Linked DNA regions of Mus musculus: all the other regions are linked to region 2. A link is a contact called in public HiChIP or PLAC-seq data. All regions are on one chromosome and are shown on one strand. Each heading gives the region's core, a stretch centred on a gene start, on an enhancer-like site or on the middle of the called end of the contact. The rest is flanking DNA. Distances are from core to core; before and after follow the strand shown.

What was found. HiChIP or PLAC-seq counts read pairs in DNA pulled down with a chosen protein or histone mark.
Region 1: a contact with region 2 is called in an H3K4me3 HiChIP or PLAC-seq map of embryonic forebrain, with 6 times the contacts expected there. The contact joins two enhancer-like sites. A contact is called at or near these places in 3 of 39 promoter capture datasets (the HPC-7 cell line, cranial neural crest and hippocampal neurons), 7 of 484 Hi-C or Micro-C datasets (LSK cells, cortical neurons, embryonic cerebral cortex and 3 more), 13 of 115 datasets of contacts at active chromatin or transcription factors (the NIH/3T3 cell line, VIP interneurons, craniofacial prominence and 10 more) and 2 of 9 other capture datasets (embryonic stem cells and embryonic tail).
Region 3: an H3K4me3 HiChIP or PLAC-seq map of neural tube shows a contact between it and region 2, with 3 times the contacts expected there. The contact joins two enhancer-like sites. A contact is called at or near these places in 8 of 39 promoter capture datasets (the C10 cell line, the HPC-7 cell line, cranial neural crest and 5 more), 2 of 484 Hi-C or Micro-C datasets (both in cerebellum) and 12 of 115 datasets of contacts at active chromatin or transcription factors (bone marrow-derived macrophages, differentiating embryonic stem cells, embryonic basal ganglia and 7 more).
Region 4: a contact with region 2 is called in an H3K4me3 HiChIP or PLAC-seq map of embryonic basal ganglia, with 7 times the contacts expected there. The contact joins two enhancer-like sites. A contact is called at or near these places in 14 of 115 datasets of contacts at active chromatin or transcription factors (the NIH/3T3 cell line, bone marrow-derived macrophages, craniofacial prominence and 10 more) and 1 of 9 other capture datasets (embryonic stem cells).
Region 5: an H3K4me3 HiChIP or PLAC-seq map of embryonic forebrain shows a contact between it and region 2, with 5 times the contacts expected there. The contact joins two enhancer-like sites. A contact is called at or near these places in 1 of 39 promoter capture datasets (cranial neural crest), 6 of 484 Hi-C or Micro-C datasets (adipose-derived mesenchymal stem cells, cerebral cortex, cortical neurons and 3 more), 25 of 115 datasets of contacts at active chromatin or transcription factors (SST interneurons, VIP interneurons, astrocytes and 13 more) and 1 of 9 other capture datasets (embryonic stem cells).
Region 6: an H3K4me3 HiChIP or PLAC-seq map of neural tube shows a contact between it and region 2, with 5 times the contacts expected there. The contact joins two enhancer-like sites. A contact is called at or near these places in 13 of 115 datasets of contacts at active chromatin or transcription factors (bone marrow-derived macrophages, differentiating embryonic stem cells, embryonic basal ganglia and 9 more) and 1 of 9 other capture datasets (embryonic stem cells).

What each region holds. Positions count from the first base shown.
Region 1 is chr13:84,637,415-84,641,777 of GRCm38.p6, reverse strand. All of the region lies in intron 2 of Gm34196 (a long non-coding RNA gene), which reads left to right. Among named protein-coding and RNA genes, the nearest start is that of Gm34246, 36 kb to the left of the region's middle. Within about 2 kb of position 2,342, at least 20 of the 459 cell types and tissues checked have an H3K27ac peak or open chromatin away from gene starts, as enhancers often do. A contact at or near this core is called in embryonic basal ganglia, embryonic brain, embryonic cerebral cortex and 1 more, where this site is marked.
Region 2 is chr13:83,741,880-83,746,699 of GRCm38.p6, reverse strand. No RefSeq gene overlaps it. Among named protein-coding and RNA genes, the nearest start is that of Gm51268, 5.4 kb to the right of the region's middle. Within about 2 kb of position 1,644, at least 154 of the 459 cell types and tissues checked have an H3K27ac peak or open chromatin away from gene starts, as enhancers often do. A contact at or near this core is called in cerebral cortex, cortical neurons, differentiating embryonic stem cells and 11 more, where this site is marked.
Region 3 is chr13:84,397,223-84,401,531 of GRCm38.p6, reverse strand. No RefSeq gene overlaps it. Among named protein-coding and RNA genes, the nearest start is that of Gm41011, 55 kb to the right of the region's middle. Within about 2 kb of position 1,706, at least 18 of the 459 cell types and tissues checked have an H3K27ac peak or open chromatin away from gene starts, as enhancers often do. A contact at or near this core is called in forebrain and neural tube, where this site is marked.
Region 4 is chr13:84,594,349-84,598,786 of GRCm38.p6, reverse strand. The region is part of intron 2 of Gm34196 (a long non-coding RNA gene); the gene reads left to right. Among named protein-coding and RNA genes, the nearest start is that of Gm34246, 79 kb to the left of the region's middle. Within about 2 kb of position 1,971, at least 1 of the 459 cell types and tissues checked has an H3K27ac peak or open chromatin away from gene starts, as enhancers often do. A contact at or near this core is called in embryonic basal ganglia, where this site is marked.
Region 5 is chr13:84,283,376-84,287,788 of GRCm38.p6, reverse strand. Tmem161b (transmembrane protein 161B) reads right to left here. Exons shown (of 12, transcript NM_175187.5): 8 at 3,664-3,804; 9 at 991-1,104. Among named protein-coding and RNA genes, the nearest start is that of Gm41011, 58 kb to the left of the region's middle. Within about 2 kb of position 2,063, at least 48 of the 459 cell types and tissues checked have an H3K27ac peak or open chromatin away from gene starts, as enhancers often do. A contact at or near this core is called in cerebral cortex, cortical neurons, differentiating embryonic stem cells and 7 more, where this site is marked.
Region 6 is chr13:84,447,872-84,452,438 of GRCm38.p6, reverse strand. No RefSeq gene overlaps it. Among named protein-coding and RNA genes, the nearest start is that of Gm41011, 110 kb to the right of the region's middle. Within about 2 kb of position 3,003, at least 59 of the 459 cell types and tissues checked have an H3K27ac peak or open chromatin away from gene starts, as enhancers often do. A contact at or near this core is called in embryonic basal ganglia, forebrain, neural progenitor cells and 4 more, where this site is marked.

The DNA of each region.
Region 1 (4,363 bases), core at 1,093-3,592, 890 kb before region 2:
TATGTCCTAGTTATTCTAAATAGTTTTACAATAAATATGGGTGTGCTTATATCTCTCTGGTATGATTTCATTTCCTTTGAATATATGTCCAGAAGTAAAATTCCTGGACTTTGTGATTGATCCAATTTTTGGTTTTGCAAGGAACTTTATATTGTTCCCTGTAACTTCTATAGTAATTTTCTATTCTCACCTACAGTGGGTAGGACTTGCTTTTCCTCTGTATCCCTATTAGCACCTGTTGTGCTGTGTGAATATTCTGTTACTGCTGTGAAGCTGCACATGGCTGTCATTTTCCAAGCATCACTCATTGAACATACCTTCTGTTCTCTGGTATATGCTGTTCCTTTGTTGCAAAGCAATTGGCTATAGGTTTAATTCTGAGTATTTGATTCATGGGCCTGTATTTATCTTTATTACAAGTACCAGGCTGTCTTTATTATTATAGCTATGCAATATGCCTTAAATTCTGGCATTGTGGTACTTCCAACTTCATTCTTGCTACTCGAAATTGTATTTGGGGTCTTTTGTGCTTTCATATGAATTTTGGGGTTATGTTTTAAAATTCTATAAAAATATTAAGTAAACTTTTTATGTTCTCTTCAGGGAAAAGAAAAATAAGAATGAAGAGTGTATTGCTGATAGTTGATAAACTATAGATGCCAACCCAGCCTGTAAGTGCAGGAAGCAGACCTCAGCTTTGCTTCCTAGCAGACTCATAAACCAGCCAGCCAGACTTAGTCTAAAGCTCTGAAGTGAATTCTGACTGCCACCAGGAGTCCCAGATTGTAAAGCTGAGAATCAAAAGCAAATCATCCCCAAATTACAGCCTCAAAAACCCTGCAACAAAATCCTAGGTCAATAACAGTTGGGAACATAATCTCAAGTAAGACAATTCTAAACTTGAGAACTTAGAAAATAAAATATTAGTAGTAAGCAATAATGATTATTATATAGAGATGAAACTCAGATTTGAAAAGGCTGTGTGGCTAGAGGCAGCAAACATCCCAAATCTGTTCAAAAGTCCTTAAATTTTCTTTCCATAAAAAATGGGACTTTTTTGCCATTTACACTCTTTTTATGTCTCCCATCTATTAGTTCACAATTAGGAACAGTTTTGAAAACTAACTTGAAATGATCTTAACTTAGGATGGTTGGGCCTGACTGATTTGCTGGTGTGTGTGATGACATCAAGTTTGTGGAGCTTATGAAAAATGAACTTCCTTTGGAGTGTGGGTCACACTTCACCTGATCTTCGACCACCATGAATCAAGTTTTTTTTGATTCTATCATCATTTTGCAGCCTGAGTATTCGTGAAGCCTAAACTTGCACCAATGCTTTCAGGACCAACATTAAGAAGGAAGAATTATTACCAGAGTCTCTTCAGGGACTACTACATAAAAGGAGCAAGAGAAAGGTCCCATTCTTTAGCACTCAGCATTGCGATGAAGGTGACATTGGCAGACTGTATGTGGCAGACCAATAATTGGGATAGCCATTAGGATCATTTAGATTGCATAAGAACTGTGGTTTAATAAAGAAAAACATCACCATTATACAACAGGAAATATTTCTTTTGAGCATCCTTCCAGTGTATTTTGCAAAATTCTTCCTTCTATAATCCAGCTATTATACTTAAAAGACTGCTTATTGGACTTAAAAGTTTTTTTTCAACATTTGGGATTGAAGAAATTGTAAAGTAACAAATGTAATATCATTCTGTTGGATTAAATAATCCAATCCAATAATCTTTGTAATCTGGAAAAGATCCCAATTGTTAACCTAATATTCACCCCATTCTTCTGCACAGTGTCCACTGAAGAGTGTCCTAGACACCATTGTAGATGAAACATTCATCCTGACAATGCCCAAATATGCCTAAAATTGCAGATGATGGTTCTGAGCTTTTCCGCCTGCTTATCTGTCTGCCTTCCATGTGACCCTAAATTAGGCATCAGAAGGTATAGTGTGTAATACAGATTCCAGGCACAATATACCTTCTCGCAATTAGTTGAAAGTGCTGTTTTGTAATTAAAGGGTGAAGTGGGGCATGATGAACATATGGAAAAGGAGACCCTTAATAAGTGATGGAGCCTTCAAAAGAAATTGCTAATTAGTATGCATTTGATGTGCACTATACCAATTTTAAGACTTTGCCTTGAATAAATTGCTATGTTGGGTGTTCGAAGGAGTGGTGAGATTAGCATTTACAAAGGGGGCAATTTTCTGTCTTCTTGACTCTGTTAAATGGAGGAAATAACTTCCAAGACTGGAGCAGTAGTTAGCCCATCAATCATTCTCACAGCTGGAAACTGGGGATCCCAAATGCAGAGATCAGTTAATCCGTCAGCTAATAAGTTCATAGTGGCACCATATGGCGTGGGGCCACTCCACACTGGGAGAAGGACAGAACTGTTTACACAGGCATGCTGCTTTCTCAGGTAGCTCCCTGCTGACAGAAACCTTTGTTCTGAAGGATCAATTTACTTTGCACAGTAAATTGACTGAATTGATCAGTTCAGAGCATATAATTGTTGGCTAATCCTGTGGAATCATGTCCCATCCATGTGAGTAGGACAAAGGGGTGCTGCCCATGGCTTGGTCTCGGGCTCCATCCTGGGGCTATTCTCATCAGACAGACTGGACACTGATTAAAGGACCAGCAGAGAGTAGAGATGTAGTGAGCATTGACTTCAAAGAGACGAGAAACTGTGCAACGTCTAGAAGGCCGTCTCTACTCAACTGATATCATGACATAACAAAGTAAAAACAGTCCGTCTAAACAATTTAGAACCAGCTATTTTCAAAACTCTGAAATGAAAAGTTACTGCTTGTCTCCAGAGCTAAGTTTCACTACTCATGTTCACTCCCAAAGTTACCTTTCGTTTTGGCAATGAAAGGAACTGAAAGAGAAAAAGAAGCTTAAGGTACATGTCCAGGAAAGCATGGACACTGGAAATGAAGTGAGAGATGCATTTCTTAGACATCGTGCTCCAGTGGAGGAGGCATCCACTGTTGTTCCTGTGCATAGGGTATGGGAAAATTCATCAGAGCCTTTCAGAGCGAATGGGAGCAAAATCTTCCCATTCCTAGCACACTGGTGTGAATCCTGGTGCTTTGTTCCATAGGCGTGTTTGATCTGACTTTGTTTTTTCCTTCTCACATACAAAATAAAAGAAGAATAAATAAGATGAAAAAAAATCCACCAATAGAGATAAATGTTGGACATAGTTCCCTTCAACTAAAGTTTTTCTTCAAAAGCTAGTGTCAATAGAATCATTTCACATCAATGGTTTGAAAAGAGACTTGTGTTCAATAGGAACTGAGGCCATTTGGTGTCCCTGAGCAGACATTTGCTTATTAAATGTCTGAGCACTAATGAACTTTATAGACCTGCCCTGAGAATTTCTACCAATTAGAGGGCTTTTGATTTTTTTTTTACCTATTTTATGGAGAATAAATGTCTGAGATTTGCTTCATATGGAAAAATAGCAGCAAATTTGACAGCATGTGGACTCTTAGAAGTTATTTTAATCTTGCTCATTATGTAAACCAACACATGCTTGGTGATGTTCTAACCACCAGAGAGAGGGATATGCTCTATGATAGATAATTCCAAATGATCTAATATTATTTATCTCAAAGTACTCTGAGTGTATTTCCCCAAATTTCTATGGAACTGAAAATTTTCCCTTTTATAGTCTTTTATTTCTATCACTACATCCACAGTTCCTAGGATTCCATGGTGTTTTAAAAAGCAAAAATCAAAGAATATTTTTTCTGATTTATTTTAGTAAGCATTGTTATGAAAATAAGATAAAGTATAAGTAGTTCTGTAAATATATTTTCATATTAAACTTGTAAAGTTAAAAAGAAAAGTAGCATATTGTGTCCTGGAAAGATCATAAGCAAGAGTCTCCCATGAAAACAGGCACGCTGCCAAACTCTGGTCAAAGAGAAAAATAAAAAGGCTTTTGTGTATTTTGATAAATTTCCTCTCTCAATTGTTACTGGTTTGGAGTGTCCCTCTCTGTACATTGAATATGAAGTAAGTTTTAACTCCTTGTGAGTCACTCATATGACATGTGTCCATTCCTTGACTAGCCTAAATGAACACCCTGAAGTCAACTGGAATTCCCAGGTACTGAACCTCCAGCATAAAATAGATTCCTAGGCCTGTTTCATATCTCACCAAATCTCCAGCTCATACTCATCTCAACATTTGCTTCATTGTGGAAATCATTGCAATGTTTGAAATCAAAGACAAAACTTATCGAGTCATGTATGTTATCTATTCATGGCAATAACTATTCTCTAGTTAGTGGTAAGCAAAGCTTTATAAATACAGTGACTCATTTTAATTAT
Region 2 (4,820 bases), core at 395-2,894:
AGATGGGTATTGTTAGCTGTTTTAATAACGCAGCATTTTTTGAAGCATTTTCCCAGGGTTATTTCTAATTTGCCCTGTCATATAAAAGTCACAAACTCCTTTAAAACAATAATCAATTTGAAACTTATGTCAAGAGGTTATTAGTAATACTCTGATAAATTTACCTTTGAAATACTACCCTGGATTATCTTTTTCAAAGTAGCTGGCCTTGGCACTACAAATAGACCGGCAACCAGGAAGTCATCATTTTGGGGGATCTGAAAGCCCCACCCCCACCCCACCCCATCCCACCCCGGGCATACAACAACTTTCACACCTGTGGACAACAAAATGAAAACTGCTCTACAAGTTGGCCAATACCCTTCGATGTGTGTCATTATTATCACATGAACAAGCACACCAGTGTGCTTAGGACTTCTCTTGGTGGTCTTGCTCATTTTCCAACAGTAAGACCCACCATAGCCTTCCAGGACTATTGACTGTCACCTAAAGCAACATTTAAAGATGCTCCTATTGTCTGCCCAGTTCACTCATCCAAGGCCTCCCTCTTTTTTAGGATCATCGAAGGGTCTAAGACCCGGACCTGAGCCAAGGGAGGTGGATTTAGGCCAGTTAGAGTTAAGATGGTATCATTAGCTGCGCACAGCGTGACTTCCCCTTAATCCTGTCTGCATCTTACAACAAGTTTAAATGTCCATGCATGATGTTATTAACTGGCTTTAGTAAGTGCTTAAGACCCCGATTTTTTTTTAAAGTAAACTCTGAGCAAGTTCTACTGTATCCACCCAACAGAGATAAATAATTGCAGCAAATCTGATGCTGTGAAGATGCCCCAAGTTCCTGTTGGTTCGTTGGTGCGACTCCTGGAGAGGTCCTAAGTGGGTGCTCCCTGAACCCAAGTCCAGGACCACCCTGTACCAATTTTTTCTGATGAGGGTTGAGGGATCCTTTTCTGTCAGCAGCAACCCACTAACTTAAAAAAAAAGTATGAGGAGATAGAGGGGACACAATCATGAAACCTGAACTATTGAGGGCAAGGGTAAGCAGAGGTAGAAAAGCTCAGTAGAGAACCCCTTTAACCCTAAAGAGCCGACCAGACAAGTAAGAGGCTCTGGGGCAGAAAACATCTGCCTGCCAGAAACCCTTGTCCAAAATAGACTAACCCCCAACACCACCCTATCCGCAAACACAACTCAAGGATTCCTAAGCAAATGAACACTGGAGAGGCACAAGCAAGGCCAGGACCCTGGTAACCTGCCAAGGGACAAGCAAATCACATTCAGCATCCCCTATAGATGCTCTCAGCCTGCCGGGCAGAGGAGGGGCGGCCTGGACTACACAGCCCGGTGGGGTCTTCAACCTTCCCGCGGCGGGGTGCGAGCACGTGAGCTCCGCGAACCAGGGAGACTTCCCACCCGGTCACCCGAACCTCAGCGCGCCCCTCGCCTCTCCCGCGCACCAGCCGGGAGCGCGCGCGCCGGCGCACTAGCTCCAGCAGCTAGGGCAGCCGGTCTCCCGGGAAACACCAATCAGACGCTAGCTTTCTGTCGCCCGCCGCGAGTAGCGGCAGCTCAGGGAGGACTCAGGCTGTTGGCCGGTGCTGACGGGCCTTGTGATGCCCAGCGGCGAACCTGCAGCCTCAGCCATTGCCACTGCCTGGCCCAGCCAGTTCTGCAGCCAGTCACAGCCTGCTGTCTGCTCCATACACCGCCCACACCAAGCACCTTGAGAGGCGAAGCCTGGCTATTTTTAGATCTCTGGACTGCGTTGTGCAGACTCTGAGCTAAAATCCAGTCAAACCATCAAGCCCGATATGGTTCAGAACTCCCTGTTTCTCTGAATAAAGTCGATTATCTGTACTTTTTAAACTCTACCCCCTGTGGTCTGGCAGTTGGCTGCAAAGCAGAAAGCCACATGCTTGTACCTCAAAAGATGGCCATCATCTTTCTAAGGTAGTCTACTAACTCTGGCCTGCAGCCCTGTTTGAGAACAATCAAATATTCCTTAGTAGCAATCACAACTATATGCTTTTAATTTCCATTCAGTATTTTAGGTTAATTTCACAGGAAAGTAGAGCAGAGAAGGTGAAATAAGTTCTCTAGGCAAATAGGAATGGATGATTCTGCTGCGGCTTGTTTAACTTGGAGGGGGCGGGGGGGGGGCGGTGAACAGAATAACAGGATAACAAAGCCATCCATTAATCCGGAGACACTGAAGAACGGCCTTACATGCTCCATTGTTGTAAGATCTATTTAACAGTCTCAAAGTACTGGTAAGACAATTGACCTAGTATTACAAATATCTTTTACTGAACAACTTTAATTCTAGTTTTTAATCACAAGGGACATTTATTCTTTGTCGTTCATTTCACAGCCACCACCCAGAATCCAACATAACATAGTGTGTTTTATTTTAGCAAATTTAGGAAAATGTGAGTCACTGGAGGATATAAAATGACCTCCAGGAATAGTTGCATATGCCTTTAATGCCAGCTCTCAAAAGGCAGGCAGATCTGTGAGTTCAAGGGTAGTCTGGTCTACAGAGGGAGTTACAGGGCAGCAAGAGCTATACAGAGAAACGCTATCGAAGAAGAAGACGGAGAAGGAGAAGGAGAAGGAGAAGGAGAAGGAGAAGGAGAAGGAGAAGGAGAAGGAGAAGGAGAAGGAGAAGAAGGAGGAGGAGGAGGAAGAAGAAGAAGAAAAAGAAGAAGACGAGGAGGAGGAAGGGGGAGGAGGGGGGAGGAGGGGAGGAGGAGGAGGAGGAGGAGGAGGAGGAGGAGGAGGAGGAGGAGGAGGAGGAGGAGGAGGAGGAGGAGGAGGAGGAAATAAGTATCAACGTTCTGAAGCCACAATGGTATTTCCACAGGTTACGCATAGGAAAACAGATGTGCACATCGTTTTTATTCACTATCTAGCCACTTTGTTCATTTTTATTTTATTTTATTTTATTTTATTTTATTTTATTTTATTTTATGTGTATGGCTATTTTGCTTGTAAGCTTGTCTGTGTACCACGTCTGTGCCTGGTGCCCAAGAAGTCTGAAGAAAGCATCAGATGTCCTGGAACTGGAGTTACAGATGGTTGTGAGCTGCCATGTGGGTGCTAGGAATTGGACCTTGGTCCTCTGGAAGAGCAACAAGTACTCTTAACCAGTGAAGCATCTCTCCAGCCCCCATCTAGCCACTTAAAAAAAAAAAACACCCTTTTAAACATAAAAGTTCTTAAAATGTTTACGTAGTCTATGAATAGAAAGTGGTTTTCAATTTGAAATGTAAGCATTCTCATCTCATTATTTAAATGAATTTTATATTATCATCAAACAACACAAAATCACATTAGAATTTTACATATTTTCAAATAAGAAAGTCATATAAATTCTTAAAATAAACATAAAGAACACTATTAATACAAAATGTAATGCTTTAAGAAGACCTGAAGAAAAGCTATTTTGAAAAAAGCATTCCATTTTTAATATAAATAGTGTATTTATTTTATTATTATACATATTCATAGCAACTTCAGAAAATGAAAGGCACTGAAAAACATACTCATGCCTATTTTGCCAAGATTATAGACATCTTCTATATATCTATGTTTTAACTTCTATTCAATTTCTATCTTTGTTGTTGGGTTGGATTTTTTTTTTCTGTGTTTAATGATATATGCCTTATAATTTGATTATTGAGTGACTTTTCACTGTTAGTTTGTAACATCACAAAATAAAGCAAGGGAAATAAGTTGCCTATAGCTTTACATTCACTTTTAGAGCTATCATTTGATCATCCTCTTTTTAAATATTTTACTAAAATATTCTAAATGTCAAAGACTGCAGTTGGTGTTCCTATTTAGGAATACACACACACACAAATACCTTTGACATTGGGAACTCAGATGTGTTATTCAGCAAAATGGCAGTTATTCGCTGTTTTGCACTTACATGTGAAGAACTTGGTGATACAATAGCAAAACTGCAAAGTCAATTATACTTAAAATAGACATCTCAATAAAGCGTGAACCATCAGCTTCTTTTACTCTTTCTGAACTGTTCTGTTACTCTTTTCTGTTTACAGTCAAATAAATCATGTGAACATTAGCCTGAAAGATAACTGATTGATACACGTGTGTAAAAACTCTTAGAAACTATAAAAAGAAAGTGTACAGGGCACTAGAATACACTCGTAAGCTCTTGTGTGTCTTGGGAAATATACTTCTATGGTGTTCATTTACAGTGTCTGTCCATCACCAGTCAAACTTGGAAAGAGTAGTATGCTGAAACTCAAAGCAAAATTTAAGTTGGAGTCACACTAACAGCTTCTAAGCAGAACTACAGCAATAAAAACCAATTGGAGTCCGTTTATGCTCAATCAGACTTTCAGACTGAAGTGGATATTTGTTTTTAATTTATTTTAATTACACAAGAAGCAGTTTTAGAACTTCAACATCCAAGTAATGAACTCCACTCTTCAACTAGACCTGTGTCCTGAATGTCTCATCAGCAAATTAAAATGTTTGTCTAGATAAAATAACTTCGTAATGAGTTCTCTTATTTCTTCTCATTTCTTTTTGTATTTTCTGCAATGTAACCCCTTGCAATGATATTAGTTCTAGTGTGGGAAAATATTATAATTGAGATCTGGTAAGTTATTTGCAGACTTCAAGTTTTTCTTTACACTGTGCTGACATTTAGTACAGCCCTGGTGAGGAAAACAATACAGCCATTCATAGCCCTAGACGTAGATTTCAATCGACTTAGACGGGCACAATGAAACTTGGTCATTCACTGGTTACCCATATTGTGTTCTCAAATTTTCTCTCAGCAAA
Region 3 (4,309 bases), core at 457-2,956, 650 kb before region 2:
TCTACAATACACTAAAGCCATGAATGTTTCAGCTAGTTATCTTCATAATCTGCATCAGGATTTTTTTCCTCTCATTGTTTACTGTTCTACCAAAGCTTTTCCAGAGAGCATTTTATAGGCAAGAAAAATTAACTTCTTTAAGAACAAATAAAGTGTTTTGGAGCATAAATGGCCATACCTGAAACAATTATCAGGTCAAATTTGAAGGTCTGAGGGGCATCCTGTCCAACATCCTGCCCCAGCAGCCTCCTTCCAGCCTCCCATCCCATCACCTCAGCAACAGAAACCCTCTGAGGCACAGGTCACTCCACTGTGGCATTGACAAGAACACATTCCCTGTGGGTGGTCTGGCTTTTACAAGTGTTTGGACACAAATACATTAATGTGGCCATTTTAAAGCAAATGATTCTTCTATTTTTCCCTGAAAAAAAAAAATCATCCTAGCAGGGTTTTGCTTTCTAAAATACTGTTGCTATTGCTACTGTTGTTGTTTTTAATCTAGAAAATCCAAATACTGAGTAATTTTCAGATTGATGTTAACTCTTGGTTTCCCATCACCCTTCCACCACGTAGCCAGCTCAGGCATTACATTCATGTTTTCAGCTCTGAGCATCGCTATGCCCTGCCTTACTGCAATGATGTTTAGTAGCCTGTCAGTTCCCAGGTCCCAAGGAGTGCAGCCAAATGGTTTTCTACTTAATCAGCATAAAGTGTGAACAGTCAGAAATCAGCTGAGTGCAGGGCTGATCCTGACCATCACAGCAATCTCTATTCTAAATAGGTAAAATTTCAAAGCCTATTGGTAAGCAAAATGTGCTTTCAAAATCCTGTTTTAATTTGTTTTAAAAGAAATAGCTGCATTTTTTTTAAAAAAAAAAGCAGTTTTACATTGACATTTATGGATCAAGTTGATCTGATCTATATGAGGCATTGAGCATATAACAATATATATTCTTCATATAACAGGTACTTCAGGGTGTTAGAAAGTATTAGGCTGTTCTCATGATTGCCAAGAATGGTCATGTTATTGGCAACAGCCTGAAGATGAAAATGACTAATTCACTCATAGATTATTAAGCAACAGGATGTACTCAAAATCAAAGGACCTTAGTTCTTCACATTGAGGAAAGAAACAGCAGGACTTTTCAAGGGTTCTTTCTGAGGTCCAAGTTCTAAGAAAGTCCCAAAGGCTTCTTAAAGTTCTAGTGGTTTAGGCAAGGAACAATCAAGTTAAATAGGTTGCTTTTCAAGGAAAAAGAAGAAGGAAGAGTGGAAAAGGTGAATTATTGACAAGGTGCCATTAATGAAAATGTTTGTGAGATGTGTGTGTGTGTGTGTGTGTGTCAGAGAAAGAAAGAGAGAGAGAGAGAGAGGGAGAGAGAGAGAGAGAGATCTAAAAGACAGTACACAAACTGGGTCAATTTTAAAGGAAAGCTAAAGTGAAAAACAAGTAAATTTATACATAAAAGACTGCTGCAGATGCTGGTCTTCCAACTCCTGAGCCTCCTGTCTAGTTCCAGAAACAGCCCACCCACCTCCTGCCTCGTGGGATGTGTGTTTGGTGCTCTGCTCCTTGTTTGCAGAGCAATCCTTGTTTTGCTCCTTTGTTTTGTCCAGCTTCTATTTTGCTCTCTCTCCTCTTCCCTGTAACCTCTGCCACTCTTCATCTGGCCCTTGCTCTGTGTCGTGACCTTATACATGTTTCTTTCAGGTCAGACATCCTTGAACTTCTCCCTGACCCTAGGTCTCCTCCTGGCCACAGTCTTACCATAGTGCTACAGGCCAGAGGGCTGCCTGGAAGGCTTCTGAGAGGAGAGAGACAGTGATAGCCTAGCTGAACAGCTTGAGCCATGCACTTAAGCCCCTTATTGACAGCATCTTCACAGAGGGGGAAAGCATGAGTCAATTTTGAACTTGAAAATTTTGCATGGTTTCCAAATGTCCTGAATGTATTCTCCTGTTTCATGTGATTATCACTCTGCAGCATGCTGCCGGCTACCTAAATCCCATGCAAATCACTTGCAAGATGTAGGCTCAGTGAAAACACTCTCCCACATGCACAGTAAAAACCAAGCATTATTTCCTACAAATCTAGCTGTAAGAAATGAAAAAGGGAGGTTATTATTATTTTTAATATTAATAGCAACTATTAACTGTTCATTTAGCCTAAATCATCTGGAAGGGAAATCTGTGCTGCTTGCTTGTTAGTCGAACAGAATGCATGATAATGTTCTGTTGTGTGCTATGTGGCATACTCAGTTGCTAGGTTACCCAGAACATCAGGAATTCAGGGAACAATGTACTTATATCTTTTTCAATTTTGAAAAATAAAATAGGTATTGACATAAAATACAGTGTGGCACTGAAGTAATTTTGTAGTGGAGAGATCAGAGGAAGGGGGCCTTTCATCTCCGTGACAGCAGTTTACTCCTCTTGGTGACTTACTGAGGGCAGGGGCAGGGCAGCACAACAGGAAGTCAGTCTCTGGCAGAATGCTTGTGGTCCCTGTACCCCAGCAACTCTTTCTTGAGTCAGGCTCCCCAAAGCCATCCTGCAGCTGCTGTTCTGAGCTATGTCAACTGGTCCTACAGAAACCTATGACAGGTCCAGTGATGTATGGGCCTGCGAGGGAACAGCGAAGCCTTTCATGTTAAGAACAAATATGACAGATCATGCTAAGGTCCTCAGCCAGCCAGGGCCATGCCAGGAACTTCTTTATGATTATTATTATTATCACCTTCTTACTTGGAGATAATGTCATAATTTACAGTCGGGTATTGTGGGACCCAAATGATTGATGCCACTTGGACATGAATTGGTGGGGTTAATAATGGTCATTCACTGTGGCCCAGCATGGGAGGCAGCGCTCTCAGAAAGGCTGCACTCACTCTGGTATTCTGCTCAGGACAGGAAGGTGGACTTCTCCGAGTCAACATGCCATCACATTCTGCTTCTGAAAGCATCCCCTGGGCCTTGATGAAAACTAGGGGCAGGGTACCTCAAAGGCTGCCTCTGTTCTTTCCAGGAATACTTTTGATTTTGTTTAATGTTCAGCCCTATATGTCCACACTGAAGTTTGATTGAGATGTGCAACCCTAATTCTCTGATGAAGCATGGGCTACGTTTGGAAATATAAAGCAAAATCCTACATAGCAAATCTGTTCCATTCTAGCAATGTCTTTAGGTGGGAACCCAAGCTAGAGATAGCTGCCTCCATATTCTCTTATTTATTTATCCTAGGATTATTTTGGATGCCAACAATGATTGGGATAGGACTGTTAATTTTTAAAGTGATTAAAATTAATTGAGCATACTGTAATGTAATCTAAAATACGGGATGGAGGAAATGGAGATTCAGTTTATTTCAAGGTGAAAGGTACTGAAAAGCAATTTTGTAAAAACTTCAAAAAGTTAGAATTGAGTCTTAAGATAGAAAGTGACGCAGGCCTCAGATCCCAGAACTCAGGAGTTAGAGACAGGATCAGGAGTTCAAAACCAGCCTCGGATATATCACAGGTCAAGGCCAGCCTGGGGTACTGGGGATCCTGTTTCAAAAATAAAGTATCATGAAATGAAATGAAATGAAATGAAATGAAATGAAATGAAATGAAATGAAATGAAATCACAAAATGAGCTGAAAACCAGAAGACTACCCTAATATGCTTAGACTGTTCCTGCTATCCTATACCTAAGTATAGGGATAGCAGTATGTGTTGACAAAGTTTCCCAACACTAGCATAAAGTGCTTTGACAATTAAGAGGAGCTATTCTCTGAGCAACGGCCATAAGAGAAGGCTTCTACAAGTGCTTCATGACAATACAGACCTTCAGAGATGATCGAATGTCAGATAAGAGGAAAGTACTTCCAGTGCCATAAAAATCATGCTGGGAGCCATCTTTTTCTGTTTGGAGAGTCACTATGCCTTTGTTTTCAGCACTGCTAAGAAGGAGAGTCACTCTTTAAAATGATTAAACTTGGACAGCTTGTGCCATTAAGTAGTAGCATTCATTTTTCTCATACATCGCAGTTCACCTGTCCCTCTGAAACACATTATCAAGCCATCACCACATAAGCATCATTCATCTTGAGTTTTCTTTTTAACTTTATACCTACATCCTCCAAAGGCCCTAAAGCACTCTAAAAACAGATGATATCATTACTGCTTTACTGGAGACGACACTGACTCGTATCCACTATGTCCCCCCACTCTGTCCTTGGGATGATCACCGTGTACTAGAGATAAAGTTTATTCTTTGTAAACAGAAAAGGCACAAGCACAGCATGCCTTCTTGGATAATGAAATAAGAC
Region 4 (4,438 bases), core at 722-3,221, 850 kb before region 2:
CGTTTGTGATTGCTCATGGTTTTGCTTCAGACACATACCTGTCAACTTACAATAGTCATTCACTTAGATATTTGACAGGCTAGTCACCCCCTTGCTTGCTCACTATTTTCTATAAAACCTTGTCCCGCTGAGGGCAAGGGGTTTCTAACTCCTGTCCCATTGCATCAGAAATGGTGGGTGAGCCCAAGCTCGAGCCTGAATAAAGAATCTAGTGTAACTACATCAGAATTGGCTCCTCGGTGGTCTTTTGGGCCTCTATAATGCTTCCAAAATGGGCATAACAGTACCAGAAACGTAGGCCATTACATGGGGCTAGTGAGGTCATGGATCTTTTTAAATTATTAAAATATATATATATATATATATATATATATATTCAAATTACTATTGGGTATTTATTTCATTTACATTTCCAATGCTATCCCAAAAGTCCCACACACCCTCCCACACCCACTCCCCCACCCACCCACTCCCACCTCTTGGCCCTGGCGTTCTCCTGCATATAAAGTCTGCACGACCAATGGGCCTCTCTTTCCACTGATGGCCGATCAGGCCATCTTCTGAGACATATGCAGCTAGAGACACGAGCTCTGGGGGGGGTACTGGTTAGTTCATATTGTTGTTCTATTGGATCTTAAAAGAATACGTACTGCCACTTTTCTATAGCATAATGATTCCTTACTACATAATAAATTGTATCTTATACCCACAAAAACCATAACTACCACCCCTTAGCAAAAATAAATTAATAAATAAATAAACAAAACCCAACAATCATCTTTACAGAAAATGGAGACCATCACAGAAAACCACAGCTGAACATTACGCTGGGGATCTTTCTAATTTTGACTTAGGGCTTTAAATTGTTCCTGCCAAACTTTAATCTTCCACCTGTTACAAAACTCCTTTCACCTGCCCTTACCTGGTCCTTTGGAAAGAATTATCTACATACCACATTTTGTTGCTCACAATGACTTAATATTGTTTTTATTTTCAGGAAAATTTCATATACAAACCCATCACTTAGAAAGTGGAAACACGAGCTCTTTGTGAGTAGGACATATGTCTGCCATCTTTACCTAGACTACCTCTATAACACCTACAATTGTGGCAGTACAGCAAATGCTTCCTTATGTAAAATTGCAGGTATATTTTTGAAGTGTTAGTTAATTATAGGAAGACAAGATAGCTATAACATCCCAGAAGTAGCTCTCTAGTCTCTGGATCACAAGTTAAAGAACCATCTTCCATTCCTTGTGGGAAATTTGACATTTGCCTTGTCTCCACAAACCTTAGTACTAGTCTACTTGGAAAATAATTATGAAAATTTAGAGCTTGATATATGCTACCATTTTTTAACAACTTTCTGTTTGTGTTAATAAATCCGGAGTGAAAATAATGGATAGCAATTTTAATTTTAAGGATTAATAGAAGCAAAGATTGTTGCATGTAGAGAACTGCAGGAATGAAAATACCATCAGCATCCATTTGAATTTGAATACGATTGTTATATATTTACCTGGAGTTGAGCAGATCTATTTTACTAATACATTATTTGGTTCTCAATTTTTCATATAAAGGAAAATTCTTTATTAAGATAAGAAAAAGTGCATTCAGTCTAATATTGTCAAGCCACTTATCATACATTACTCTTGTTTACTTATTCATGCTTTTTTGGTGAATGATTTTCTACAACTTACATAAACTATAACAGATAAATAGTACTTTATTTTCATACTTAACTAGAACAGTATTTCCTTTGTGCATGTAGAGGAGAAAGACAAATCTATCACTATAAAGGCCTCTCAATAGTTCTCATTATGTCTGCCATTATAATTTTAACATTTGGATATAGTTTTCTCTATATTGCATATGAAGCTGCAAAATGTAAAAGGTGAAATGATCTATTCAAATTATCTGCTATTATACAAACAAGTTAATAACTGTAATTAAGAGAATAATTATGCAACTGCATGCCACTCAAAAGAATCATTTAAATTATGCAAATCAGGCATAAGGTCATGTAATGCTAAGAGAAATGAACTAAAAATGCAAAGTAGTGTACATTCTGCTGCTGGTGCCAATATGAGAAATATTCACATCAAAAGCACAAAGCATGGCTCTCATTTTGAACCTCTGTACCATAAAATAAAATTAATTTTTCTTGCCTTATTGAGTACTCTGAAATTTGAGTAGTATATAATTTTACAGATGAGTTACTTTCATCCAGAGAAGAGTATTTAGTTTTTGTTTGTACTTAAGACAGATATTTTTCCTTATGGAAATATCAAATTTAAAAATATTGTTTGGAAAACTAACAAAATTATAAGTAATTAGTTTACTTAAAACTATCTATTATATAAGCTTTAAATAAATGTAAATTCACCTTTGGATAGATTCTCTCCTTTTCTAGTGTATTTTTCCTCATATTCAAGTTGTAACCTTTGTCATATTTGCATTTATATTTTATTTAATATTATCATGATTATTTCTTGAAATCTGAATTCTTAATGGTGGCATAAAAATTTTACATGTGTGAATGATATTTTAATATTTCATTTTTATGCTCCTCTCATTGACCACTTTTATACTATAAGCCATGGTTATAATTAACATTTATATTAAAATGTAATGAGAAGTACTAAATATTGTATTTGAATAGATTATTAAAACAAGGTTAGAAATTTTTTCCATAGCTATGGACACAATTAAATTTTGATTTAGTGTAAGCATTAGGAAAATAATAAATATGAACTTCAAATTTTCATTATACATACTATGTTTATTTACAAATATTTTCTAAATTCTTCAGTTCATATGTATATTAGTAAATGTATGTCTAGACCTTTTCTAGCAACAATGAAAATCATCTCCAATTACTTTCACTTCTCAGATGACCAGTTGTGTGGTCTCCATACTTGAAGATTCTTGGTTGGTTTTCCTCTCTGTGCTTTGTAATTCCATATGACTTCTATTCTTTCTTCACTGGGTTACTCCTTTTTTTGGTATACATACAATATGTATTTTCTACCTTAAATTTAATGAGCATGCTGGAGTCATGCAGTTGCTTAAAGTAGATTTCACATCAACATTAGTGTATAAAGGCTCTTTTATATTGACATTAGATACAATGTCTATTTGAAATTTATGTATTCTACCTATAGAAAAATATTAATAAGCTTAATATCAAAGAAATGGCTTTAAATCTATCCCTAATTGTTTATTTGCTTCTTTGTGAAGAAATGTAGGGTATATGTGAAATGATTTTTAGCTTTTTTCACAAATAGATTGGAATTTAAAAAAATAGATCAGTCCACACAAGGAACCTGCTGAAAATTCTACTGTCCAGAAATGAGTACGTCTGTTTCTCTTCTTTGCCTGATATAGCTAAAGTAATGTTTGCAAGCATTTACTCCTCCTCTAAAGAGTTTCTTTCATATTGTGTAGGAACATTTTTATAGACATAGATATTTCATTCATGACTTGGGATTTGCAGACATCTAGGAAATGTTAGCTCCGAATTCAGAAGAGCATCACTAGCCATGGTGGTGCATGCCAATAAGAGCATGATCAGAGGAGGAAGAACTCTGATGTGAGGCCAGCCTAGGCTTCAGAGAAACTCTGCCCCCAAAAGGGAGAGATTGAGATCAGCAACAGCCACAGACAAAAGTGCAAGAGTGTCAGAATAGATAACCAAGGTAAAACTTGAAATATTTAAAAAGTTTGTGTTTATTTTCATACCAAAACTAAAACAAAACAAAAATGAATGAACCAGGCGTGGTGTTGCATGCCTTTAATCCCAGCACTTGGGAGGCAGAGGCAGGCAGATTTCTGGGTTTGAGGCCAGCCTGGTCTACAAAGTGAGTTCCAGGACAGCCAGGGCTATACAGAGAAACTCTGTCTCGAAAAAAAAACAAAAAACAAAAAACAAAAAACAAAAACAAAAACAAAACAAACAAACAAACAAAAAAGAATGATCCCTAATGAAGCTTCCTAGAGAACTGATCGCATTCACTCCACTCTATACTAAATATAGACACTTCCCATATTTTAAGGTATTGCACTGGAGTATCCCATTATAAATTATAATAACACTAAGTCCAAGCACACTGAGTACATTTACCCTTCAAACATTATGGGTTACTTGCAACTGTGCTCAAAATGTTTATATTCACGGGATTGAGAGAAATCATATAGCATAAAGTCTGAAACTTGAAGTCAACTTTATACTATATTTCAAATGCTTTTAAGATATTCATAAACTTTAACCTACCACTCCACTTTCATATCTATACCTAAGAATTGGTCATAAATAATGCAAGGACATTATCAAAAGAATATAATATAAACACCTGAAAATAAAATATGAGTCAGATTATTTCATGGTGTCCATCTATAATAAAATACCATGCAATAATTTCAGTCACTGAGAGAAGAC
Region 5 (4,413 bases), core at 814-3,313, 540 kb before region 2:
ACAGCTCTGAAGCTTTCGAGAACTGTAATAGAACTGTAATAGAACTGTAATAGAACTGTAATAGAACTGTAATAGAACCACAGCACGCACCCAGCACACAGCTCTGAAGCTTTCGAGAACTGTAATAGAACTGTAATAGAACCACAGCACGCACCCAGCACACAGAGTAGTTATTAATGCCTGGCAATAAACCGCTTCTTTATTTCTTTGACATCTTGTTCTGCTAAAACATAGTTGTCTAACTGGGGATACATGAGCAGGTAATAATAATAATAATAATTTAAAGATATTACTTTAAATTTTCCTAAGTATGTTGTAGAAAAAAATTTTGTTAGAGATGGCAACTATAGTACTTACTGTATAAAAATATGTCTCTAATTTATTTGAAAACATTTTATCTAAAAGCTATGAATGAAGCAAAAGGAAATGTTAAAATTTTCCATGGATAAGGAAATAAATACTACTTTAGTTTTCATTGGCATTACTTTCCCTCCATAAGTTTCACAGTAGAACAATAATAAAAGCACCGTAGAAGGATCCAAATAGGCAAAATGGCAGATGATAATTGGACATCAGGAGATAAATCTCAGGGTGTATATAGGCTAATATTAGTATAGAATAATATTTGTTAGTATTCTTTTCAAAAAAGTTCAAAAATAGGTTAGAAGATGGCCTGCAGCTTCAGGCTCAAGCCTTATCTTCACCACTTACACTAGTATTAAAGAATAAAGTACCTCCCCTTATCATAAAAGCAGGCAGACAAAAAACTTTAGAAGTGTGACATGTCTTCAATTCTGGTATTCAGGAGGAAGAATCAGGCAGATCTCTGTGAGTTCAAGACCAGACTGATCCACACAGTGAGTTCCAGGACAGTCCGGGCAATATACTGATACTCTGTCTAAAAAAAAATGAACAAACCTACCTACAATTAAAAAAAGCAACTTTGATGTATAGTGAATTAAAACATAGGACTCAAGTACCCATACTTACAGAGGGACACTCTCTCTACCCAACGGTGGGTTCATGATATAGTCTTTGGTGATTGGTTTCACCCAGAGCAGAACCATAAATAAAGGTGCCAAGAAGTTGATATGAAGTAATGTTCTGAAAATATACAAGAAATACACATAAAGATCTAGAAACAAAATGTGCAAGTGTAACTAGGGTATAGCATTTCTAATTATTTACTGTTAACCAGAATCCTTAAGAGCTGAGTCATTATCTTAGTGTTTCAGGTGAGAACATACGGACCTAGAAAGTTCAATGACAATCCCTTAAATCCAGGACTCAATGATAGGTGTTTTAATGATTATCTACAGTGATCACAAGGGAATATACATACACGTCATCTGAAAATTTTCAACACAGCTAAACTGAACATTTGCTTATTATTCACAAATAAATGAGAGTGATTAGAAGTCTTATCAGAAGGCAAATGGCAAATGAAACACAACAGTTTACAACTGAGCAACCTTGCAATATGCAATGATCATTTATAATGCCAAAATTACAAATGACTCAAGATTTGTTATTTCTTGGACTGTTATAAACACAGATGAAATTAATTTACCATATACAAATAAAGATAATGTACCCCCCCCCCCCTATTTTTGGTTCTATGGAACACACCTTGTTATACAGCCTAGCCTGGCCTTCATGCTACTCTCAGCCTCACAAAAGCTGGAACTACGGACATGAGCCACCACACTGGGGCTACATTCCTAATGCAGAAGAGGGATATCAGGATTAAGCTGCAACCTCTCTGTTAACTAAATCTGTATCCTACAGATACACATGGCTTGACAAAAGTTTTCTCTTTGGAACAAAAGACAGACTTGTTACACTATTTTAATACAACACACTGCTTTCATTATCAACCATAGAGAAGGCTTAACTATAGGTTTTAAAACACACAGACTTTTAAATATTACTACACAGACAAACGGTAGGGACAGGTCTGGAGGACACAGGGCTGAGTCAGGAACAACCCAACCACAGTACAAGCTGCACTGCCTTGCCATAGGGGTGCAGTCTGCGCTGCTCCTTTGCCACTCAGGCTACCCACAACAGAACTAGCTTGCCCATACTGTTACAGCATGACAGCGTGAGTGCTGTACCACAACAGGAGGCTGTAAAAAACTGGAAATAACACAAAATCCCAAATTCCCACAAGGAAAACCCTTAAAATAAAGCCACATTTTACTGAAGATAGATGCATCACCCTCTCTCCAACCATCACTAAATGCTTTATGTTTTATAATGTGATTCTTTCATCCCACAGTCTTGGTAAACCATGGAGGGCAGGGAAGAAAGAGCAGTATTAGGTATGCAGTGTTGCTAGGGAACACTCCAGTATCAAGGAGCAGCCCACAGCGGTTTCAGTAGCTTGTGAAGGGCTCCCCTCCACCCACCCTTTTCAGCTTATTTAAATCCTAACACTGGGGTTAGTGGACTGCAGTGTGTGTGTAGAGGGGGGGGGGGGATCAGGTTTTGTCTTAAAAGAAGCCTTTAGAGAGCTGGGTGGTGGGAAAGGCAGGGCATAGTGAAGAGCATGCTGAGTAAAAAAAAAAAAAAAAAAAAAAAAAAAAAAAAAAAAACGTGGGGGAAGATGAAGTAGTGTGTAACAGGGGCGGGGCAGCTAGGAACAAGTAAACATCTAAACACGGAGAAAATGGAGTCAAGGGGAAAAGTGAAAATTAAAGAACATAGGTAAAAGCTAAGAATGTAAAGAGAGGAATTAGGATCTTAAAGTATCTTAAATACAGTGTCCTCCTAGAGGAGCTTACTGACTATACATATGTATATAAGATGGAGGGTTCAAGGACGACCTGCAGTGCAGGTAAGAAGATCCTGGGTATAAACGAAAGCAAATACAAGCTCACCCTTCTGTCAAGGTGGGAGTGGGTGGGTAGGGGAGCAGGGCGGGGGGAGGGTAGAGGGGACTTTGGGGATAGCATTTGAAATGTAAATGAAGAAAATATATAATAAAAAATTGGAAAAAAAAGATGTCTCTATTCATAAACAAACAAAACTCCAATCAACCAAATAAACAAAGACCCCTAAATAAGGACAGAAAACAGCAATGGCTTCAGAGCCATGAGCAGAGGTTTAATGTTTTCTCCTTAGAATCAAAATAGGATTTGGTGGTTAAACTAACTGGATACAGGGTGTTGCATATTATTTACAATCTGGAAATAAAATAATGAATTACTTGAAGTTTAACATGCAGATCAACAACTTAAAATCATTCTTACAAATGTAACTCAGGCTTAAAATTATTTGTCATAAATAAAGATATTAAAATATCTGAATCAACACATAAACTTTAAGTATTAAAAAAAAGTTTTTTAAAAAAATTTTTCTATGAGATTTTCAATTTGAATGTAGAGATCAAAATACTATAAATCTCTGAATTAAAAAGAATATAAACTTTAACATTTTCATTTAAACAGGTAAAAATTAGTTTAACAACAAATGTATTTTTAACACTAGCCTGAAATTTCAAAGAGAAACTACTTATAGCTGACTAAAAACAGGTGTGACATCAAATATTTATTAATATTAATTTTTAATAAAATAATTTATTTTATCACAATAATATACCTTAATTAAGATGGAAAACATATATTTATCTGCATGTGCTTATGTACATTTTCCGCTTACTGTGTAATTTTTTCTGTTGCCATATTCAGGGCATCCAGATGCATTTGAGCCAGCCGTAATCCAGGAAATGTCAAAAAAGCCCCAATGAGTGAACAGAAAACAGCCAGGAAAAATTTGAAAGTAAGTTTTGAAACAGGGCCCCTAGAAATAAAGTTTAAAAAAAAAAAAAAAAAACAACTGATAAATTTTTTGATAACTTACTAAGAACCATTTTTTCTATCCAGGTAATTTACAAGTCATGACAACGTCAGTACATCAAATTATGTACTACACACATACATACTGATCTTATTCTTAACAGGTCATAGTGAACTAACTATAAACTAAACCAGATATTTCTTAAATAATAGCCAACAATCCAAGCTACACATCAATGACATATGGCTCAGATATAAGTTAATTTCATCTTTGGACACAGTGGGATTGTAAGAGCAAATATAGCTAAGAATTTGATGGGAAAGTCTACCTTCAAATGACTGTACACAGTATGAGTAAGGTGTTCCTAAAAGTGGTAACCCGGGGGCTGGCAATGGAGTTTAGGGGTAAGCCCCTCTCACAGTGAGTTTGGAGGTGAGCACCTGCTCGTCTGTATGCACTGGTCCCAGGGTTAGATCCCAATACTGAAATGAGTGAGGGAGAGAAGTGAGAGTCCTATCATAAGGGAATTATTTTACTGATTAAAATCAATTATTTATAGTAAAAATTGCTTTAAGAAGGAAAAACGTTAAATTTAAATAATGCTCAAATTGT
Region 6 (4,567 bases), core at 1,754-4,253, 700 kb before region 2:
ACTCAGTGGCAAGTGGGGGGGAGGATAAAGGTAATTAAAACTCTTAAAATAACACTATTTGTCCATAAGTGATGAGCTTCTTCCATGACACATGGAAGTGACAAGATGATTGCCTGCTTAAATACTGTGAGATAATATGGCTCAAAGATTCGCATCTTTCACAATATGGTGGCAGACAAGGACTGTATAAATTATACTAATGCTGGAATCATCCTCCAGACCTAGATTCAAATTAAATGAAGATGGGATATTTAAGCATTCCTTCTGGTCTATATGTCTCTGTAAATGGGGGGAAATGAATTACAGAACTATGTAAAGCAATCAAGACTAAAAATGTTGGCTTTGGACTCAAATACTGTGAGTTTAAATTCTCTTACAATCACTCAGTAGCTCCTCTAAAAACAGCCATTCTATCCACTGATTTCTCTGTCTCTAAATTGGAGTCACAGACCCTTAATATTTCCAATCCCTGGCCATTGCTAATACCTTTCTCCTTTCCCCACCGTAGGTAGAGGACATCACTGCTTGCTCTCTGTGTTATTGGAGCTGTAGCAGTGGCAGCGTGGTGGGATCCTGAAGTGAGATGTGCACAACTGTCTCTGCAGGAGTAGGAGGAAAAGATTTCTTTTCCTGTGAAAACACCTGAAGTATCTGGCTCATCCTCTTTATTTGTCATCTTACCAGACTAAAGATGTCTCCTAAATTGCAACAACCCTCTTGTAGCTTAAAGGGAAGGCCTGGAAATTCCCAAAGAAATGATCCCTGCCATCATGGAACCACAAGATAGTCATCCACAGTTCTCATTCTCCAAACTTCTTTCCATATAAGAAAAATAAGCATCTATTTTAAGGTTCTTAGCCAATTATAGCTGCAATTGCCCTAATTAATGCAATGAGATAACTGCATGAAGTTGTGTGGTGGGTGGATAAGAATGACCCCCATAAGCTCGTATGTGTGAATACTTGATCCCCAGTTGGTTTGAACTGTCTGGGGAAGAGAAGGGTTGTTAGAAGAGTTGTGTCAATGGGAACAGGCTTCTAGGTTTCAAGAAGCTAGCACCATTCCATGTATATCTCTCTGTCTTATGATTATGTCTCAGGATGTAAGCTCTCATCTACTACTCAAGTACCATGCCTGCCTGTCTGCTGCCATGCTCCCTCCCACAATGGTTATGGACTCTAACCTCCTGAAATGAGGGTTAGAGTGCGATAATTTGCTTTGATCATGGTGTTTTGTCACGGCAATAGAAAAGTAATGAAGCAAAGGTAGGTAAAGGCTGTTAAGTAAAACAGTTCACTCAGCACTCTGATACAGTATGAGAAGATTATCGCTGATTAGCGGTGGTTCTCATACTAGCAGTGTCATTATTATATCTTTAATCATACTAGGGAAAAGACTGTTCAACCCATAGGACAGCTCATTGTTTATAGCCTTTGATGCCATGAGTTCAGAGCAGAGGTTACCTAGGAATGTATGGATCCTCAGGTTTAATTTGCTCTGAAGAGAGCCAAACATTGGGGGAAAAAATAACTAATGTGACTCTGAGACAGCATTGGCTGAAAGCCATGGTCACTTCATGCATTGAGAAATCAGGATCACTACAAACTCACTGTGAGAGAAACAAGGTAGAGAATGGGTAATGTGGAGTTACATGAAATTTAATTATATAAGCACAGGGATTTTGAAAATAAAATACATATATTAACATAAATGTGTATGTGTGTTTTGTCTATATGTATGTTTGTGTACTACATGAGTATCTGGTGCCTAAAGAGGCTAGAAGTCATCAGATCCCCTGGAACTGAAATTACAGATGCTGCTGGGTTGCCATGTTGGTGCTAGGAATCAAACCTGGGTCTTCTGGAAGAAGAGCCAATGTTCCTCTGAGCCATCTCTCCAGTCCATCTCTCTTCATTAAGGACAGGGTCTCCACATGAAAACCAGCAAAGTCAACTAACTGAATTCTTGGGAGCTCCAAGAGAATGAACCACCAAAGAGTAAGCATCATCTGGACCTACCTCATCTATCCCTGCACATATGTACCAGATGTGCAGCATGGTCTTCATACAAGTCCCCCAGCAACTGGAGCAGAGACTGTCCCTGAATCTATTGCCTACCTATGGATCCTCCCCCTAATTAAGGCACCTTGTCTGGCGACAGTGGGAGAGGATACACCTAGTCCTGTAGTAACTTGATGTGCTGGGAGCAGGGTGATACCCAGGGGAGCTCCGCCTTCTCAGAGGAGACATAGAGAGAAATAGGGGAAGGATCTGTGTGAGGAGGTACTGGGAGGAGAGGGGAGGCTGCTATTGGGATGTAAAGTTAACACATAAATTTTAAAAATTAAAAAGAATTCCTCATTAAAATAAATCTATTTTCCTCTCATTATTGCCTTTTGAAAGGCAAATATTTTCTTTCTGATCATCAGGTACTGAGCTAGCACCCTTCAAAAGTACCTAGCCAAGTTCAATCTGGTTGAAGACAGAGAAACATTCTTACCCCTAACGTAGTCCTAAATAACTGCGTGGCAAACTCCAGTGTATTAAAGAAAATATGGTTACTAAATCATGGCACTTTGTTTTAGAACAAGGAGTCTGTCCACAAGCAGAACAGAGGCTTACAGCCTGGTCATCGTACTGCAGGGTTTCCCAGCCCAGGCTCAATTCCTTTAACTTTGCTAGTGGGAGAAGTAGCAGGTGTCATAACTAGGCTACAAGTTAGTAAGACTAGCTGGTGAAATCTGGGTTGGTCCTGGCACATGGTCACATAGTACCTGCCTCCAAACTAAACACTCTGCACTCATCTGACAGTGACTGCCAAAACAGGAGACATGGATTTATTCCAGAAGTTTACAGCTACTCAAGCTGCTACTGTGTGGTGTGAAACAAACATTATTACGTAATTCCCCAACTTGTAAAGCTAGCCTTTGTGTAGGATAATAGCCCTACTTCCTGTCTTCTGGGTAAACAGTGTGTGATTCAGAGCTCTGTGCCACACCGGCCCATTAGACAGAACTACCCGAGTTTCCTGGCAGCATAGCTATAGCTAACACACTGCCCCGTTCTCCTTCCTTCTTATTCATTGTGATGGGAGGATGAATTGTGAGCTTTCACTCTGAGCTTCCTGGCATTGGTCCATTTGTATCAGCACCCTTGCATTATTCAAACACAGTGTGCTTCATATTTATGAGCTTACAAAATTTCTGGACTCCTGCTTCTGCCATTCTTAAGAACCATCAAGGGAAAGGGGTGTGACCATAAAAGCTAGTGTGTAACAAACCTCATCCAAATGCAGGCAGTGTATTGGGAATCTTAATTCTATTAGAGCATGGACAATGGAGGTATTTGTGTTAGTTACTTTCCCACTTTGAGGTTAAACAAACCAGTGAATGGGACTCCGGGTGGCAACAGAATGAGATACTACATTGGATAACGCAGCACACAAACGTCGGGGAGCATTTTAAAAACAAGCCTCTTTCCTGCCTTCCCATGACTCTTTAGCAATTTGGATTCTGTAAATGGAAGTGAATAGCCTCAGTCCACCAATATCTTCATTCAGCAGTTTGTTTCTAAGATTCACGTGATGCATTTATCTCTATGGCTCCTTCTAAGAAAATGTGCCCCATTCAAAGAAGGTTTGAATTAGCTATAGTTAATGTGTTCTATCTACTCCCAAATTGATATTCTTTCCTGAATAAGGTTCTAATTTGCAATAATTGTTAGACTGAATAACTTGCTACAGGCCTTATCCCAGTGCTGCCACAAGATGTTTCCCACCAATGTGATGAACTGAATACAGTTGTATTTAAACAAGAGAGAGAGAGAGGCAGAGAGAGAGAGAGAGAGAGAGAGAGAGAGAGAGAGAGAGAGAGAGAGAGAGACCACTTTGTCTTATACACTCATGATGCATGGACAAAATTATACGCACATGCCACACAGTTAGCAATGGTCATTTTTCAACTGCTATGCCTACATATGCAGAACTTATTTAAGGGGCAGGATGCAGCCACATTTAACACCTGCCCAAAACATCCACTTCATGAACAATTTACTTAACAACACTATATTCAGCATGGTTTGTAATAAAAGTGGCAGGAATGTGGACTAAAAGTTCTCATTCTGAAGACTAATTTCATTGGGTAGAAGATATGAGGCAGGATGTGGGAACTAAATACTTTTAGATGACTAGAAATTTGGGCAACATTTCTTAACATGCTGCTCGTTTCAAGGCTTCTGCATTATGGTTCAGAAGCTATGTTGATTCAGTTTTTAAATTTTTACAGTTCAAACTTCAAAATGCATAAGAATCATACCCTCCCAAATTGGCAGGTGTTAACTGACCAGATTGAATTGAGCAATAAGAAAAAGCAGAGCATCACAAGGCATGATAGCATTCTCTATGGGTAGGGTTTTGACAAGTTCTCAAAGTCCACTCAAAATCAGTATTAGTCCAGCTTTCTGTTAATTCCCCCAGGGCAGAAGTGCAGCTATTCTGGTTTGTTTTTTAAGAGTTATTTTTAAATTGTGTGTGTGTGTGTGTGTGTGTGTGTGTGTGTGTGTGTGTTCAT